6 separate regions of the Mus musculus genome follow, and regions 2, 3, 4, 5 and 6 are each linked to region 1. The links are chromatin contacts, called in public Hi-C, HiChIP or PLAC-seq and promoter capture Hi-C maps. All regions are on one chromosome and are shown on one strand. The core of a region is the stretch at or near the end of the contact, and the rest is flanking DNA. Distances in the headings are between cores, read along the strand shown. Region 1 holds the start of F5 (coagulation factor V). Region 2 holds the start of Fmo4 (flavin containing monooxygenase 4). Region 3 holds the start of Fmo2 (flavin containing monooxygenase 2). Region 4 holds the start of Fmo3 (flavin containing monooxygenase 3). Region 5 holds the start of Tiprl (TIP41, TOR signalling pathway regulator-like (S. cerevisiae)). Region 6 holds the start of Sft2d2 (SFT2 domain containing 2).

Evidence for each region. Promoter capture Hi-C pulls out the DNA fragments that hold promoters and counts their contacts. A called contact is a pair of places that touch in the nucleus more often than the background predicts. HiChIP or PLAC-seq counts read pairs in DNA pulled down with a chosen protein or histone mark.
Region 2: a promoter capture Hi-C map of liver shows a contact between it and region 1, with 2.9 times the contacts expected there. The contact joins the promoter of Fmo4 here to the promoter of F5 in region 1. A contact is called at or near these places in 4 of 39 promoter capture datasets (the 3T3-L1 cell line, liver and maxillary cranial neural crest) and 1 of 9 other capture datasets (adipose tissue).
Region 3: a promoter capture Hi-C map of liver shows a contact between it and region 1, with 4 times the contacts expected there. The contact joins the promoter of Fmo2 here to the promoter of F5 in region 1. A contact is called at or near these places in 8 of 39 promoter capture datasets (cranial neural crest, embryonic stem cells, frontonasal cranial neural crest and 4 more), 1 of 15 datasets of contacts at CTCF or cohesin (embryonic stem cells), 6 of 484 Hi-C or Micro-C datasets (MC3T3-E1-derived osteoblasts, cardiomyocytes, cortical neurons and 3 more) and 1 of 9 other capture datasets (adipose tissue).
Region 4: a contact with region 1 is called in a Hi-C map of liver, with 4 times the contacts expected there. The contact joins the promoter of Fmo3 here to the promoter of F5 in region 1. A contact is called at or near these places in 3 of 39 promoter capture datasets (cranial neural crest, embryonic stem cells and liver) and 1 of 484 Hi-C or Micro-C datasets (liver).
Region 5: an H3K4me3 HiChIP or PLAC-seq map of pro-B cells shows a contact between it and region 1, with 5 times the contacts expected there. The contact joins the promoter of Tiprl here to the promoter of F5 in region 1. A contact is called at or near these places in 1 of 15 datasets of contacts at CTCF or cohesin (large pre-B cells), 1 of 484 Hi-C or Micro-C datasets (B cells), 4 of 115 datasets of contacts at active chromatin or transcription factors (large pre-B cells, pancreatic cancer cells, pro-B cells and 1 more) and 1 of 9 other capture datasets (liver).
Region 6: a contact with region 1 is called in a promoter capture Hi-C map of the C10 cell line, with 2.7 times the contacts expected there. The contact joins the promoter of Sft2d2 here to the promoter of F5 in region 1. A contact is called at or near these places in 8 of 39 promoter capture datasets (the 3T3-L1 cell line, 3T3-L1-derived adipocytes, the C10 cell line and 3 more), 3 of 484 Hi-C or Micro-C datasets (B cells, CD4 T cells and Th1 cells) and 4 of 115 datasets of contacts at active chromatin or transcription factors (astrocytes, large pre-B cells, regulatory T cell precursor and 1 more).

What each region holds. Positions count from the first base shown.
Region 1 is chr1:164,150,561-164,153,094 of GRCm38.p6, forward strand. F5 (coagulation factor V) reads left to right here and starts at 1,275. Exons shown (of 25, transcript NM_007976.3): 1 at 1,275-1,560. The coding sequence starts at 1,403. Gm16548 (predicted gene 16548) reads right to left here and starts at 1,657. Exons shown (of 3, transcript NR_037987.1): 1 at 1,299-1,657.
Region 2 is chr1:162,811,275-162,813,808 of GRCm38.p6, forward strand. It overlaps Fmo4 (flavin containing monooxygenase 4), which reads right to left and starts at 1,275. Exons shown (of 9, transcript NM_144878.1): 1 at 1,255-1,275.
Region 3 is chr1:162,897,487-162,900,020 of GRCm38.p6, forward strand. It overlaps Fmo2 (flavin containing monooxygenase 2), which reads right to left and starts at 1,272. Exons shown (of 9, transcript NM_018881.4): 1 at 1,186-1,272; 2 at 688-825. The coding sequence starts at 819.
Region 4 is chr1:162,983,260-162,985,793 of GRCm38.p6, forward strand. It overlaps Fmo3 (flavin containing monooxygenase 3), which reads right to left and starts at 1,269. Exons shown (of 9, transcript NM_008030.2): 1 at 1,212-1,269.
Region 5 is chr1:165,235,696-165,238,229 of GRCm38.p6, forward strand. It overlaps Tiprl (TIP41, TOR signalling pathway regulator-like (S. cerevisiae)), which reads right to left and starts at 1,263. Exons shown (of 7, transcript NM_145513.4): 1 at 1,035-1,263. The coding sequence starts at 1,138.
Region 6 is chr1:165,193,171-165,195,704 of GRCm38.p6, forward strand. Sft2d2 (SFT2 domain containing 2) reads right to left here and starts at 1,263. Exons shown (of 8, transcript NM_145512.4): 1 at 1,070-1,263. The coding sequence starts at 1,132.

The sequences.
Region 1 (2,534 bases), core at 25-2,524:
TATAATCTGAGCAGATTAAGTTCATGAAACGGAAAAGTCAACTGGAACCCAGAATCAGAGACAATGGCAGAAATTCTGACTTTAAAGAGCAGGGAAGCAGAAAGGGAAGGAAATCCGTGTGAGCATTCTTCCTAGTGTAGTTATGTGTGCACACATCTGCTAATTAATTACTTTTCAGTACATGGTCTCACTGCGTAGCTTAGGCTGATCTCAGGCCTCAAACTCACATTCCCCTGCTTCTAGCCCTCGTGTGCTGGGATTACAGGCATGTGCCATCATGCCTGACTCAAGAAGGGGCATTATAAACTGACTGAAGAATATCAGTGATGTGATCAGCAAAGAAACAGAAGCAGGAGTTGGGGGGAGGGGAGAAGGAAGGGAAGGGGGAGGGGTGGGGCAGGGGGAGGGAGAGGGAGAGGCTGCTGCGGAACCTGGATGGTACCAGATCACAATTTACTGGATGTGCTGGAAGCAGAAAGTCTGAGCAGAGACAAAGTTCTGGAGAATTCAGGGCAGGCCATCCTGCTGATTCAGGCATAATTCTCAGCTTTGCCACCAACAGAAAAATAAAATCTAAAACACCATGCCAAGGATACAGGAGAACGAGCAAAGACAAGATCATAGACTGTAGCTACCTAGGCCCTGGGGACTGTCCAGTTTACAACAGTTTGTCCCCTCCCAATAATAAGATCAAGGAAAACTAGAATTGCCATTCTTATTTTACAGATGTCAAAAGTATTTCTAAAGACATAGTTGGCCCCAGACCACACAGCTACTGACTATCTCAAATGAGTTCTCTAAACCCTGGTCTCGGCTACACTTGAGCTGGTGACAAGCCCTTACCAAGCGGTCTGTCCTAAGAGATTCAGACTGCTAACCTGTTGGTGGACCTGTCCTGAGGCTGTTTTCTGGTTACTGTGCAGTGCCATTTTCCTGGGATCTGAGGATGGGTGTTGGGTCTTACTAAGGCTTGCAGAAATCAGCTGACAAGCCTAAACTTTGAACCCCTACCCCATCCCCCCACCTCCACCCGCGCAGGTTAAGTGGGATTGCTGCTCCCACCTACGTTGAAGTGGGGGAAATGCTGCTTTGTGATGGGGCGGAGACCCTTGGGCACTGCTCCAGAGCCATAACCTCCAGCAGGCTTGCCCTTCCTTTCCCTCTACATTCCTTGTCTGGCATTCTCTCTAGTAAATGCCTGTGGCCACAGGGGGGAGTGACCTCAACAAGCCCCTGCCTACACTAGGCATAGAGGGAGGTAGGGTTAGACAGCCACCACAGGGGACAGGGACACTCACTGTGCCCTGCAGCTTCTTAGTCCTCCAGGGAGACAGATCAGCGCGCAACAGGGACAGAGCACTGAGCACTGTCGGTGGTGGCAGCGCGCGGCAGGACAAGGGCCATGCTCCTAGTCTGCCCGTGCTTCTTCCTCCTGGTGGTTCTGGGAACCCGCTGGGCGGGCTGGGGCAGCCACCAGGCAGAGGCCGCGCAACTAAGGCAGTTCTATGTGGCAGCTCAGGGGATCCTCTGGAACTATCATCCTGAGCCCACAGATCCAAGGTAACTGGGGGTGAAATCCAGGTGGGCTTCTTCAAGGAAGAAAATCTATTATAGTTGCAAGGGGTGGGGGTGGGCTGGGAGGAGGAGGAAAAGGAAAAGGAAGAGGAGGAGGAGGAGAGAGAGAGAGAGAGAGAGAGAGAGAGAGAGAGAGAGAGACTAATGTTGTGTGGGTGTAATTTTGTCTCTATGGACATAATTTATCATTTTGAGGATGTGGAAATTTCAATGTGAATGGTTAGCTGTGGCTTTCTTTCCAGGTGCAATCCCTAATCTGTTTTCCCCCCACGTTTGTTAGTTTAGTGTATTGATGGGTTGAAAGGACACACCTCCACAGCCCTCTTAGCCCTTCCTGTGCATTCGGCTTAAGCCTTTTGACAGTCTGCTTAAAAAAAAGAAAAAGGACCTTCTAGTTATATAATATTTATTCCTGTTAAACACAAGTTCATCTTCTAAAGAAAAAGATGTCAAAGCTGTCACCATGTACTTCATTATAAGGAGATTTTGTTGCCTTCCTATAAACGATTTTCACTGTGGGTTCAGAGGGAAGGGAAGGCACACTTGTATTTTCACTTTTCCTAGACTTACCCCTGGCTACCTAATGTGGCTTCATTTTTTCCTCTCATTTTGAGTTACTTCCTGGAATATGACTTATCCTGGGTATTTTGGTCTGCCCTGATTATTACCCATGTTAGTGAGCACATAAGGTAGTCATTCAAAGGCATGTCTAACTAAGAGGAGGCTTAAATAATATCAAACCTAACTTTGAGTTGCAGAATATATTTTGCTAACCTGCCTGCAGTTACCCAAGTCATAGATTCTACGTAGCACTTGCGACCACGAGTGTTTTTATTTTAAATGCTAAGCCTCGCTTACTGGTTGACGCATTTTTTTCCCTTTTAGTTGACATCAAAGTTTAAGTGATTGTGAAAGATGTGTTCCTCTTTTACAATTGCAAAACCAAAGCAATCAGCCAA
Region 2 (2,534 bases), core at 25-2,524, 1.3 Mb before region 1:
GTCCCTTTTCTCAGGGCTTCCTGTTCCAAACTTACTGCTGTTCATCTGTCTGTGAGGTTGAGGGTCTCTGTACCTGGCTTACTGTGTATTTCCAAAGCTGTTACCGCTTCCATTCCAGCTGAGTTCATTTGGGAGAAGGAGACTGGACACTTCAAACTTTCCTACTGAATGAGAATGGACCCACAGGTTCATATGTGTTTAGTTGCCAGGGAGTGGAACTATTTGAAAAGATTAGAAAGATAAGGCCTATCCAATAGCTGACTGTGAGCATCCACTTCTGTGTTTGCTAGGCCCCGGCCTAGTCTCACAAGAGACAGCTATATCAGGGTCCTTTCAGCAAACACTTGCTAGTGTATGCAATGGTGTCATCGTTTGGAGGCTGATTATGGGATGGATCCCTGGATATGGCATGGATCACAGGGCCCCCAATGGAGGAGCTAGAGAAAGTATCCAAGGAGCTAAAGAGATCTGCAACCCTGTAGATGCAACAACATTATGAACTAACCAGTACCCTGGAGCTCTTGACTCTAGCTGCATATGTATCAAAAGATGGCCTAGTCAGCCATCACTGGAAAGAGAGGCCCATTGGACACGCAAACTTTATATATATGCCCCAGTACAGGGGAACGCCAGGGCCAAAAAGTGGGAATGGGTGGGTAGGGGAGGGGGGGGGGAGGGTATGGGGGACTTTTGGGATAGCATTGGAAATGTAATTGAGGAAAATACATAGTAAAAAATATTTTAAAAATATTTAAAAAAAAAGAAAGATAAGGCCTTATTGAAGGAAGAATGTCACTGGAGGTGGGCTTTGAGTTTTCAAAAACTCATGCTGAGCCCAGAGTCTCTCTGTTTGTGGATCAGGAAGTAGCTCCAATCTACTGCCTGTCTATTACCATGCTTCCTACCATGATAATAATGGAACTTATTAAGAATAATGAACTTCAACTAAACTAAATGTTTCTCATAAGAGTCAGCTTGAACATGTTGTCTCTTCACAGCAACAGTGACTACAACAGTTATTGAGAAGTTATTAGACCTACTACAAAATACCCAACAAAACATCAACATAACAACAACAACCCAACCAAAACACTCTCAGGTGTACCACTGGTAAAATATGAAAGCTACCTGTGTTAATGGACTGTGTAAACAATATACTTACATAAAAGGACCCAGAACAAAAGACTCACTGTTCATCCTTCCACCCTCTGTTCCTAAGAGGGACAGTTCCTCTAGACAACATGGCAAACATACCTGTGAGTTCCCTTGAGTTGTGAATATGGGGTGGTGTTTAACCAGGGACAAATGGCCTTCACCGTGAAGAACTCTTGAATTTCTGGATGAAGGTCAGAAGTTGTCAGATCTCCGTCATGCCCTGTCTTTGAAACGACACAGGAGTTAGTTAAACTGATAAAGTGGAAAGTACGTTAGTGGGATAGACTGACAGCAAAGGAATTCATTCACTATTGAGCCTATTCTAGAGTAGACTATGGAGTACTGGACTCTACCATTGGTTTCAGGATTAGTAATGCTGGCAATAGAAACACATCTGTACACTTCAATATTAGTCTTTAAGTACCATGATCCTCTGATGGTGATAGCAATTTGAAAATGTGGTTTATGTTAGTAAGAGAAGGTTATAAGCAAGATGAAAACAGAGAGAACTGAACCTACTCCTGTTTCTGCCTCTAGCCAGGTATGTCACCTTGGCCAAAATTCCTGAAAACACCTTAAAGTGCCCCCCCCCCAACTCAAGTTTGAAAGTTTTTCATCTGAGACCAAATAACTCATAAAATAAAAACAAATCCACAAAAAAGAAAGGGGGGAAAAAGCTGCAAAACCCTCAGACAACAATGAAAACAACCCCCTCCCCCAATTCAACAAACAGTCAAGCAAAATCCAGCTCTGAATTAAAACTTGAAGGCCTAAGAAAGGTGCTACCTCTGTCAATTCTAAGGAACGCTAAAATGTGAGAAATACTGCATTGCCCTCTGGCTAGAAAGGAGACCAGAGTTTCTGAACTTGGACCTTTGTACAACAACCAAACCCCACCTCAAACCTTATCAGTCAGTAAACTCTTCCAACATATGGAACGACACAGCTAGGATTTCTGGGAGGTTGCCATTTGGTGATGTACTAATTAATCCACCTTATCACCACGGAGCTGTGGTTTTGTATCATTCTAAGATCAGAGTGGGACCCGCTGGACAACTGTGTGTGACCGACACGGGGGTCTTTCCTTTGGATAGTCTGCTCCAACTTTGTTCCGCTTTCTATCTCCTTTAACCCTATTGCTCTTACCTTAGTCAACGGGCTTCAGAAGCTAATCACATGCCTTCCGCAAAAACACACTTTCTGTTCACCTTCCCAAGAGCAGTTTCTAGGGAAGTTTCCTCTTGAAGGGGGAAAAAATCCAGGGCACTTACCTTGCAAGCACTGATCAGGTGAGAAGCCAAAGGTGAGAGGTCAAAGGTGGAGTTTGTTTTATAGAACACAAGGAAGAAGTTTCAGTCTCAGAGCCTTGTCCTGAAGTG
Region 3 (2,534 bases), core at 22-2,521, 1.3 Mb before region 1:
CCAAGCTGACTTCACGTTTCTAGTCCTCCTGCTTCACTCTCCTTTGTGGTGGGGCTCTAGGCATGTGCTCCCACTGTGAGGTGGGAACGTAAATAGTTTCAGTCACAGACCGTAAGTCTTTATAGTTGTCTGTGAATCTGTTAATAAAAATTTGAATGACAGCTAGTAAATAGAATGACTTTGTTTAATAGAAAATACACAATAAAGAGGTTCACAGCGGTTTTACTAGAAAACCAGATAACCAGAAAAGCTCAGTAGGCAAACATGGCTTAATTTTCAGAGAAAAATAAAGTCAGTAGTGATAGGGGTCCATTCTCTGAAGAAGCACTTTGCTCAATGATTAAAGGTGATGACATAAATATAATTCTGTTTACTTCTATTTTATAAAGTGCTCCCTAATATTAGCATATTACCTAGCTGGCTTGTCGGACAATGATAAAAACACGGGCTGTTTTGCTTTAGCTGGATTTTAAAGAGAAGGTTCCCTACATCCCTGGATTGATCACACAGGTTGGCACAGCATTGACCTGGGAGAGATGCCAGCCTGAGTTCATTTCCTGGTTAGCTGCATAAGTAAATAAAAATAAAATTGGATCAGAGCTGCTTAAGATATCTTTCAATAAGGCCCAACAGCCTTCTTGGCGATCTCAGCGTGACCTATTCTGAGGTAAGAAAGGTCTCACTTACTTTGAATCTCCACAGTCCCCCTATATCTTCAGTCCTTTCGAAGCAGGTGGGCTCCAGACCCTCGTCCACGCAGCACTTCAGAGAGATTAGGCCACTGACCCCTGCTCCAATCACCACAACCTTCTTTGCCATTGTCTCCTGTCAATAGTTGATCAGTCATTACTGCTTAGCAAGGACAAAGGTAAGAGGATCCTGCCCTGTGGTCAGGTAACTGACTTACCACAGGATGGGTGGTAGTTTAATACGCAGCACTAATTGAATAAAATGCCTCACTAACCAAATCTTCACCCTTCCTCCCCTTCAGAGAAACTTGTCTGGTCATATGACCTTCATTGTAAACGTGTTTACAAAGTCCTGGCTTAATATTAAAAAGGAATCCCGTTGAGCAAGCCAAGTTATTCAACAAAGCAGTCCCAGGGTTGTGAGCCAAAGCTGGTTGTGTTCTCTGGCGTCCCGAGAACTTCCTCCTCAGCTTTTGTCCCCAGCCCTCATCCTTACCTTTATTTGTGCTTCTTAGCACTGTCCTCTTGGCAGAAGAGTTCCCCCTGAGGGTTGTGTGCGGAGAGATGGGAGTATTTAAGAGATGGAGGAGGCTGTGAGAAGTGGGAGGAGCTTGTTCGCTCAGCCAGCTAAACCTCTAAGGACTTCATCAGTATTGAAATTAAGCAAGAGATGCACTTCTTAAGGTCGGGAACACTGAACACATAGCATTCGGATGGTCTAAATAATTACGTTTATCATCAGTGTAGAAAATGTGCATTAGCAAATTGAAAAGAGTAGATAAATAAAAAGAAATTAAATCCACCCCTACCATCACCATTCAGAGATACCTACAACAAACACCATTGACATTTGGCAACTTATTCCATCTATTATATATGTGTATATATGTCCATGCACCCACTTCTGCATGGAGGTGGAGGCCAGAAAACATGAGGGTTTTCTTTCTACATTTGATTACAGTTTTATTTATTTCAGAGGGCATTGCTACAGTGCACATTTGGAGGTCAGAGGACAATATGGAGGAATGGATTTTCTCCTTTTACCGTGGGTCCCTGGGATCAACTCAAACCAGGCTGACTGAAAGGGTCTTTACCCACTAAGCTACCTCACTGACACATTAAAACCTCTTGGGAACAAAACACCCATGGAAGGAGTTACAGAGCCAAAGTTTGGAGCTGAGAAGAAAGGATGGACCACCTAGAGACTGCCATATCCAGGGATCCACCCCATAATCAGCCTCCAAACGCTGACGCCATTGCATACACTAGCAAGATTTTGCTGAAAGGACCCTGAGATAGCTATCTCTTGTGAGATTATGCCGGGGCCTAGCAAACACAGAAGTGGATGCTCACAGTCAGCTATTGGATGGATCACAGGGCCCCCAATGGAGGAGCTAGAGAAAGCACCCAAGGAGCTAGGATCTGCAACCCTATAGGTGGAACAACAATATGAACTAACCAGTACCCCCCCGGAGCTCGTGTCTCTAGCTGCATATGTATCAGAAGATGGCCTAGTTGGCCATCATTGGAAAGAGAGGCCCATTGGTCGTGCAAACTTTATATGCCTCTGTACAGGGGAACGCCAGGGCCAAGAAGTGGGAGTGGGTGGGTAAGGGAGTGGGGGAGGGAGGGTATGGGGGACTTGAAATGTAAATGAAGAAAATACCTAATTTTAAAAAATACATAAAAAACCTCTTTTTAAAATTTTTATTAGATATTTTCTTACATTTCAAATGTTATCCCCTTCCCTGGTCCCCCACTCCCGGAAATCCCCTATCCCATCCCCTCTCTTACTGCTTACCAACCCACCCACTCCCGCTTCTCTATCCTGGCATTCCCTTACAC
Region 4 (2,534 bases), core at 19-2,518, 1.2 Mb before region 1:
CACGAAAGCACAGTTTGCACTTTTCTGAAACTTGGCAGAAGAGCAGTTGAACAAAGTCACCTGCAACTTTGAGATTTGTGATCTGAATTACAAATACTACCTTTCACAAACTCATGTTTAAAAAGTTTGTTTTTTTGGTGTGTGTCTCTGTGTAGGGGGGAGGCATGTCCACACATGTGCAGGGGCAGGTGAAAGCAAAGTGTATTAAGTATTCTATTTTCAGTCAGCTACCAAAATTAAGAGATTCACAACTAAGGTATGCAAATACTTATCCATGACACACATTCACAGTTAAGATATACACACGCACCTCCACACAATTGTTTATATGTGAATAAAGCAAACCCAACTATAGGTATAGATGTTTGATGGTCTCTCTGTGTGAGAGGGTAGGTTTCATGGTCATCTGCAGACATTCAAATCCCTTCTATAAACAGTCTAGTATTTTTGTCAAATGCATGAAATTTCCCTGTATCTTTCAATTCATCTCTGCATTATTTATAACTCATTACTTATAATTGATAATATTATCAATTCTGTAGAAATACTTCCTTAGCTGTATCACTTAAAGAATAGTATCAAGAGGGGGAAGAAAAGAAGCCTGTGTGTAGTCAATATAGATGCAGCCTTCATAGGCCTAGCTACACTATTGGTTCTTGGGTACTTGAATCTTCATAGGTAAAACACACACATGTATACACATGTATATACATGCACATACATATATGTAACACACACATATATAGAATATATGTATACCTATATTTATTTTATTTAACACAAGACTGGTAACATCTATATCTCACTATTTCAGAAGGCTACTCTTTTTCCTTCTTTAACAAAAATCAAATCATTGTCTTCAAACAACTCCTTCCCACTCTTACCCATTCTCAACCTCATTCTTAGAGAGAAGTATGTTCCTAATATTTTCCTATCCTTATGTTTTACCACTACCTTTCTACACTTTTTTTTAGGTAAAATTCCTTAGCTCTGCAAAGGAAAGACTTAGATGATGCGAATCATGTTGTATAATTCCCAGGAAAAAGAAAAACCTGACAATTTGCTGAATGACATGATATGTTCATTCCAGCCACACTAAATGTAGATCCATCCAAGTCCATTCATCCACCTGGCCCTCCTCTATGTTGCTTTCCCATTCACCCACAAGACTTTCCCTCCCTCAGCCCTTCACAATAGATTTTTTATTTTACCTTTTCTTTGTCTTCCTTTCTTCTCTGTGTTTAAACCCCTAGTCTTCTGGGGACTCTGAAAAGGAAAATGTTGTGCACCTTATATGTTTGTGTGTGCAGGAGAGTCATTGGAACAGGGAGGAGCTTATCTTAAAGGGATAATCCTCCATCCTGTAGCAAGCAAGCACATGCCCCAGCTCCTGTGATGTGCTGGTCTGTGGGCCACCTCTCTGGCCACTCAGACCTGCTTTCCTGTTAGCAGTAGTTAGTAACCTCCAGTTTCACTCTTTGGCCCTCGCTTTAGTGGTGGCAGACTCTCCAGATTGCTAAGGTTCTAGTTTCTATTTTTTTCTGTGCAATCCTAAAGTTTATTTTTTGTAGGTCTTTTGTGGTAGCCCGTGGTGTCCTTCAAAATCCTATTGTATATTAATCACAATTTGATTGTAGCAAAGATGGCATTTCTGTTCTATGAAAAAGAAACCCCAAACCAATAACCAACCAGCCAAAACAAACAAACAAACAAACAAACAAAATCCCAGGATTGCTAGTCACAGATATAACAAGCAGGTTGGATCTGGTCATGGGCTCACTGCTAATTTAGAAAAACTGTCTTATTCAGATGCATCACACTGAGGGTGGTGTGGGTCTTCTGTGAGACATCCTTCAGCAGCTTTAAAGTTATAGCTTGCAACTGCATTTTAAAGGAATTCCAATGGAAAGAGTTTGTTGCCTCTTGCCAACACAATTCACCCTCCTAATAGCCCTCCAGGGGAAGTCTCCCTCTGCTCAGAAGGCAAGAGACCTGGCAGGAGGCTGTACCCAGTGTTCAGGACGATCATTGAGCTTTTATTTCCACTGGTCAACCTCTCTGTCTACAGACAGACATAGGTGTCAGCATCCAAAGCTGCCTGACACTTGGATAAAGCAGGATAGGGACATGTGGTTATAGCCACAGGAGAGTATTCTACATAAGGAACCAAGAAGCCAGCAGAGCCAAGCCCAGCCCTTCAGAAAGCAGTGGAAAACAAACAAGCACTTGAAAGTGTTTAACCAAAGCCTTTTTAAAAAGTAACTTTACAAGCTTTGTTTTCTGTCAGTAATCTAATGCACATATCATTGTCTGTTTTACTCAAATATTTAGATGTCTGAAAAACATTGAGACTTAGTGTGTTGAATATGTACTTTCCAAAAGAGCCACCAGTGTGAGCATAGTCATAGACTGCCTCACAGTCCAGGATAGGAGGTAGCACCGGGACGGTGAGCAGAGAATTTATACAAAGGTTGGCATGGATAGAAAAAATGGACATATGGGCAGTGTTGGGTCATGTTAAAAAAATTAGCTGA
Region 5 (2,534 bases), core at 13-2,512, 1.1 Mb after region 1:
GCACTGAATCTCAGCTTCTGTCATCTCTTTCCTGCTTACTGGCCTCCTCTCCAGCATTCCAGCCCTCCATCTTCTACAACACCTCCAAGAAACCTTCCAGACACAACCACGATGCATGTAGATATTGAGTAAAACTACACCTGATGACTACTATATAAAATTCAAACTTCTTAGCAAGACAGAGAACTCTCCAATGACGAGGGAGGCAACACTCTGCCAGGGCGCCCCCCCCCCAAACTTTGTCAGGATACAGTTATAGGCATCCCCAAACACCTCAGATCTCAGTCTGAGTGCTGGCTTTACCCGGCCATCCAGTCTCCAGACTTGATCAAGATTCTGCCCAGGTGCACTGACCCTCGCGCGAACACACTAACGCGCACACACACCTGTATACATCTTCATCCTAACCAACCACACAATAATATAACGGTCTCTCGTGAAACTATGAATTCCTTGGGCCTTTCTCTTTCATCTGTCCTATCTCAAGTGCTTATCACAGCACCTGATTTGCTAAAAGAAGGAAAGAAAAAAAAAAAAAAACCTGAAATCTTCATCCTAAACAGTCACACAGTAACGTCACACGGTCTCACGTCCTCTGAAGTCTGTGGTACTCAATGGTTCATGTTCAGAACCTCAAGAGCACACCACAGAACCAAAGAAGCTCAAAACTAAACATAAATACCATTTCCGTCATTGCCCGCAAGGGAACAGGTCATCGCGCCCAGAAAGGTTGCGCAGGCTTAGGTAGGAAAAAAAGGAGCGGCGAGGTTTAGGTGAAGTCCACCAAAACAGCCGCGCTCAGTTCAACCCTGAGAAGCTACAGTTCCAGCAAGCAGAGGTCGCCGCGAGCAGGGAACAGGACCATTTACTGAAGTTGTCAATCAACGGTCGGTCAGAGGGACCGAGCCTGCGGCCCCAAGTACCGCGTGAGGCTGCACCGAGACCGTCAGACCCCCAGCCCGGACACCAACCGGACCTGGCCCGGCTCGGCTCGGCTCGGCTCGGCTCGGCCCGGCCCCGCCCCACAGCCTCACTTTTCCACATCCGCAGACTTCATGATGTGGGTCTTGGACGCCGTCAGCTTCCAAGGCCCGAAGGAGAAGTCCTGGTGGCTGCTCTGAAAGCCGTGGATCATCATGGCAGAAGCGGAGCCGCAGGGTTACTCGGAGCAAGCGCCTGCGGCAGCGGTCGCACGATGGCCCTCTCTGCAGCGCGGCTCCTGGGCGCGTCCGTTACCATCTCGGCCCCGCCCCCTGCCGCCGCGCCGTAGGCCCGCCCTTCCGCCGTCTCTTCCGCCCCTCCTGGTTTTACTTCCGGGACCACTAGCTCAGGGTGACACACGTCTTACGTGGAGACGCTGAGGGGCGGGACTTGAGCGCGGGGGTGTCGCTCTGGCGCGCCGCCCTGAAGTCTCCGGGTGACGTCACCCCAGAGTGAATGTGGGAATTTGTCTTTCTGGATCCAGAGCCCCGTGCTTCACTGCCTTACCTCCTCCTTACAGACCGCTCCAAGCAGTGTCATCACCTCTTGTGCTTATGAGTCGTGGTGAAGAGGACATGCCCAATGTCCCTATCGCTCAGGAAGCCCAGCACCAACAGCGACTTTGGAGCCAATGACAAATAGTAGCTCCTCCACCTTGAATCCCAGTGGAAGAGCCCCACTTTCTTACCGTGCAAACCGCCGACGCCCTGTGTTTGATTCTTTGTACCACGAAAGAAACGTCAAATTATCCTTATGATATTTTAAGACTTTTCTACCCGCACACAGGTGTAGTGGAAACGACGCTGAAAGCCCGGTGCTCCGTCCATGCTTGCAGTGCAACTGTGTGTATCTTTGGGTAAAACACAACTGATTCTTTTCGGCCCCAGCTGCCTCAAAATGAGATGGTTTAATGTTTGAGCATCTCAAAACTGTTCACCATCTCAATTCCAACACCCCCTCTCTTATTCACTCAGTGTTTGTTTCATCGACGCTGGAACCGCTAAGCAGCGTTGTTGCATGATTTCTGCTTCAATTCCTACCTTGTCTACCAGAAGGTGTTAAGCCAAGTAAACCTTTTCCTCCTCAGGTATTTTCTGTTTGTGTGTCTGTCCCAGGAACCCATCATCAATTTCCCCTGCCCAAGGTGTCTGGATTAATTCATTCCGTTGGCATCCTATCCTTGGTTCCTACATAGTTACTCTATTTCCATTGCCTACGGAAAGTAGGGCGTCTCAGCTTCCGCAGAGGATAAAGATGTTCATCCCGAATAGTGGAGGATTGTCTACCATCACTGACCTCCAGAGGTTGGCCCCTGACGCACTTCCCAAGGAGGCTGGGGTCCTTTCACTGACGTTACATTGTAAACCTCACATCATCTAGATCTGCTAGAAGACCTAATAAGGAGGTAAATGAGCAAATTACATGCAACGAAATCCATCCTCTTTTCTTTCTGAAAGAGTTCCATACAGCCAGCCTAGGCTAGCCTTCAATTCACTATTGTAGCTAAGGAGGACCTTGAATTCCTGATTGTTCTGCTTCTTCCCAAGTGCCGT
Region 6 (2,534 bases), core at 13-2,512, 1.0 Mb after region 1:
GCAGCCTCTGGGAGCCACAGCTGAGATTCCTCCACACTGCCCTAACTGCCTGCTTACCGCTTCCACTAATGCTTCTGAAAAGTACCTTAATTTGTTAATTTGTTCTGTTACTCTAAGAACTTATCAAACTGTTATCATGTTGGAACACTGAGTTTGCAGAAACCTGAATCTGTCCTGGGGCCATGGTCACTCGTATTTGGCTTCAAAATAATTTATTCTCTTTGAGATGCAGTTGTGTTTTGTTTTGTTTTTTTGCAAAGACAAAACTCAGAACAAAATCAACCACAGAAGTGAGCGCAGAATGTTGGGGAAACCACAAGAAAGTCAAGTAAACACTAAAGAGGAACTCCAATTTCCAAGGAAAAGGGGCTATTGCATCTCGTTCAACACCCTTCTTTCTCAGAAGGGGAAACCGGGGCTAAGGATACATCAAGTAAAACGTAATTCTGTCTTCAATCAAGAAAGGAAATGTAAACAAACTTCCAAAGCACCCAAAATATGACATTCTGAGTGGCTCTGGAGCACAGGACTTTTGTGGTCAAGTTTCAGAGCCATCAAAGCCCTACTAACAAAACAAACACACTGGCAGTCTCCGAGCGTGGTGAGAATCTATAGTTTAGAAAGTAGCCCTGGAGATTCGGAGACCTGGTAAGTCCCTGTTATCAGGCGTTCACGGAGTTTTACAATTACAAAGCAGAACGCATAAGGTCTGGCTCTCACACCCCACAACCTAAACTAGTCCGCGATCCGGCGGTGGATCCTTCCACGAAGGCCGCCGGCCTCGCCCAACTCCAAAGGGCTCTCTCTCCCTGGCCGGTCCGGCTGGGATGGGGCTCGGGGCCCGGATTCCAGGAGGCCCCGGGATCCACACTCCCACTCCACAGATTTCTGAGGTCTTGCTTCAGAGCCTCAAGCCCTTCGGAGGGAAGGTTGGAGAGGGTTCGGGAGCCACGCCTTCCACAAAGCTCGCGCTGCCACCTGTGGCTGTGTCCCGGCAGAGCTCGGCGCGGCGGGCCGGAGGACAGCAGGGCAGCTGTCCAAGAAATGCCAACTCCCCCGGTGCACGCACCTCGGACAGACCGCTGCGGTCCTCGGTGTCCTGGCCGCTCAGAACTTTCTTCAGCTTGTCCATGTCAGGGTCCCGACCGCCGCCTTTGGCGTTCGCTCCGCCTACCACTCTTCGGGGTGCGCAGCCGCCGCCCCTCCGCCCGCTGCCAACCACGGCGCGCCCCGCCCAGGCACCTGCCCACCTGCCCGCCCGGCATGCCCCGCGCCAGCCACGCCCCCTGAACGAGCTCCTTGGGGTCACCCGGGGCGGGGCCGAGAGAGTCGGGGTGAAGTCGGCCAGGCGATACCTAACCCGGAAGCTGGCTGCGCGCCCGGGCTTCACGGATTCGTTCCAGCGCCCAGCACCACCATGTGCCAGGGCCTGGAACAACGCAGGCCTTTCGCAAACTTACCCATGGATGCTGAAGTTAATCCGCTGGTGGTTGTACACCGCAGATCTATAAAAATATATATTTCCCACGTTAAGTAGAACAAATCAGTGTGCAACAGGCTGGAGCAGTACAACCCTGTGTATTCTTAAAAGCAGCAATTCCTACGTCATCCCTAGGGGAAATGGCTCGGGAGATATGACTTGGGCAACACCTGAACAGATGGCAAGTGGTGAGAAGAATCAATATTTTCGTGTTTGGTAAATGCTTTACTTCAATCAGTCTGCAGCACTACTGAGGCTATGAAGCAGAATCCATATGAAGTCATGGGCTCTTCCAGACAGGACAGAAATTTGCTCACCTTGCACACTGGTGGCCAGAGATATCTGGAACACCTATGTTAAGATTAAACTAGTTCAGAAAAGGCACTGAGACCAAGGTGTAGCTCAGTGAGAGAATGCTTGCCTAGCATATGCAAGGCTTTGGGTTCAGTTTCCACCACTGTCCCTGCTTCCCAAAAAAGGGAAAGGAGACCACAGAGGAACTTCAGAAACACCCCCTAGGTCACTTTACCTCCCACATATTTTCATGTGAGGTCTCCAGCGTCCTTCTTCACTTGTATAAAAACATAAAAACATAAGACCAGCTGCTGCTGCCTCTGCAGGGACTCCTCTTACCTGCCACATTTTCCAGTGAGTCCTTACACCTCTCTGTAAGACGTCAAACATCAGAGCACAGTGCAAAGGCTGTGTCCTGAAAGATCCACTCTAGCTCTGTCATTTGCCACTTAGGAGGCCTTGAGCTAGAAGCTCCTTAGCCTTTCTGGTCCCCAGCTGATTTCCTCTGTAGAGTGAGCACAATGGCTTCCAAACGTGACTGTGGAAAGCAAGCATGACTGTATAGACAGGTCTGGAGCAGAGGGGAATTTAAATAGCATTTAGTAGAAGCTGTCCTTGTTCTCTCCTAGCCTGATGGCTTTTCCAGCCACCTGTGGTGAGGTGATAGAACTGGCCCCCACAGGCTCATGTGTAAACACTTGGCCCATAGGGAATGGTACTACTAGGAGGTGTGGTCTTGTTGGAGTAGTTGTGGCCTTGT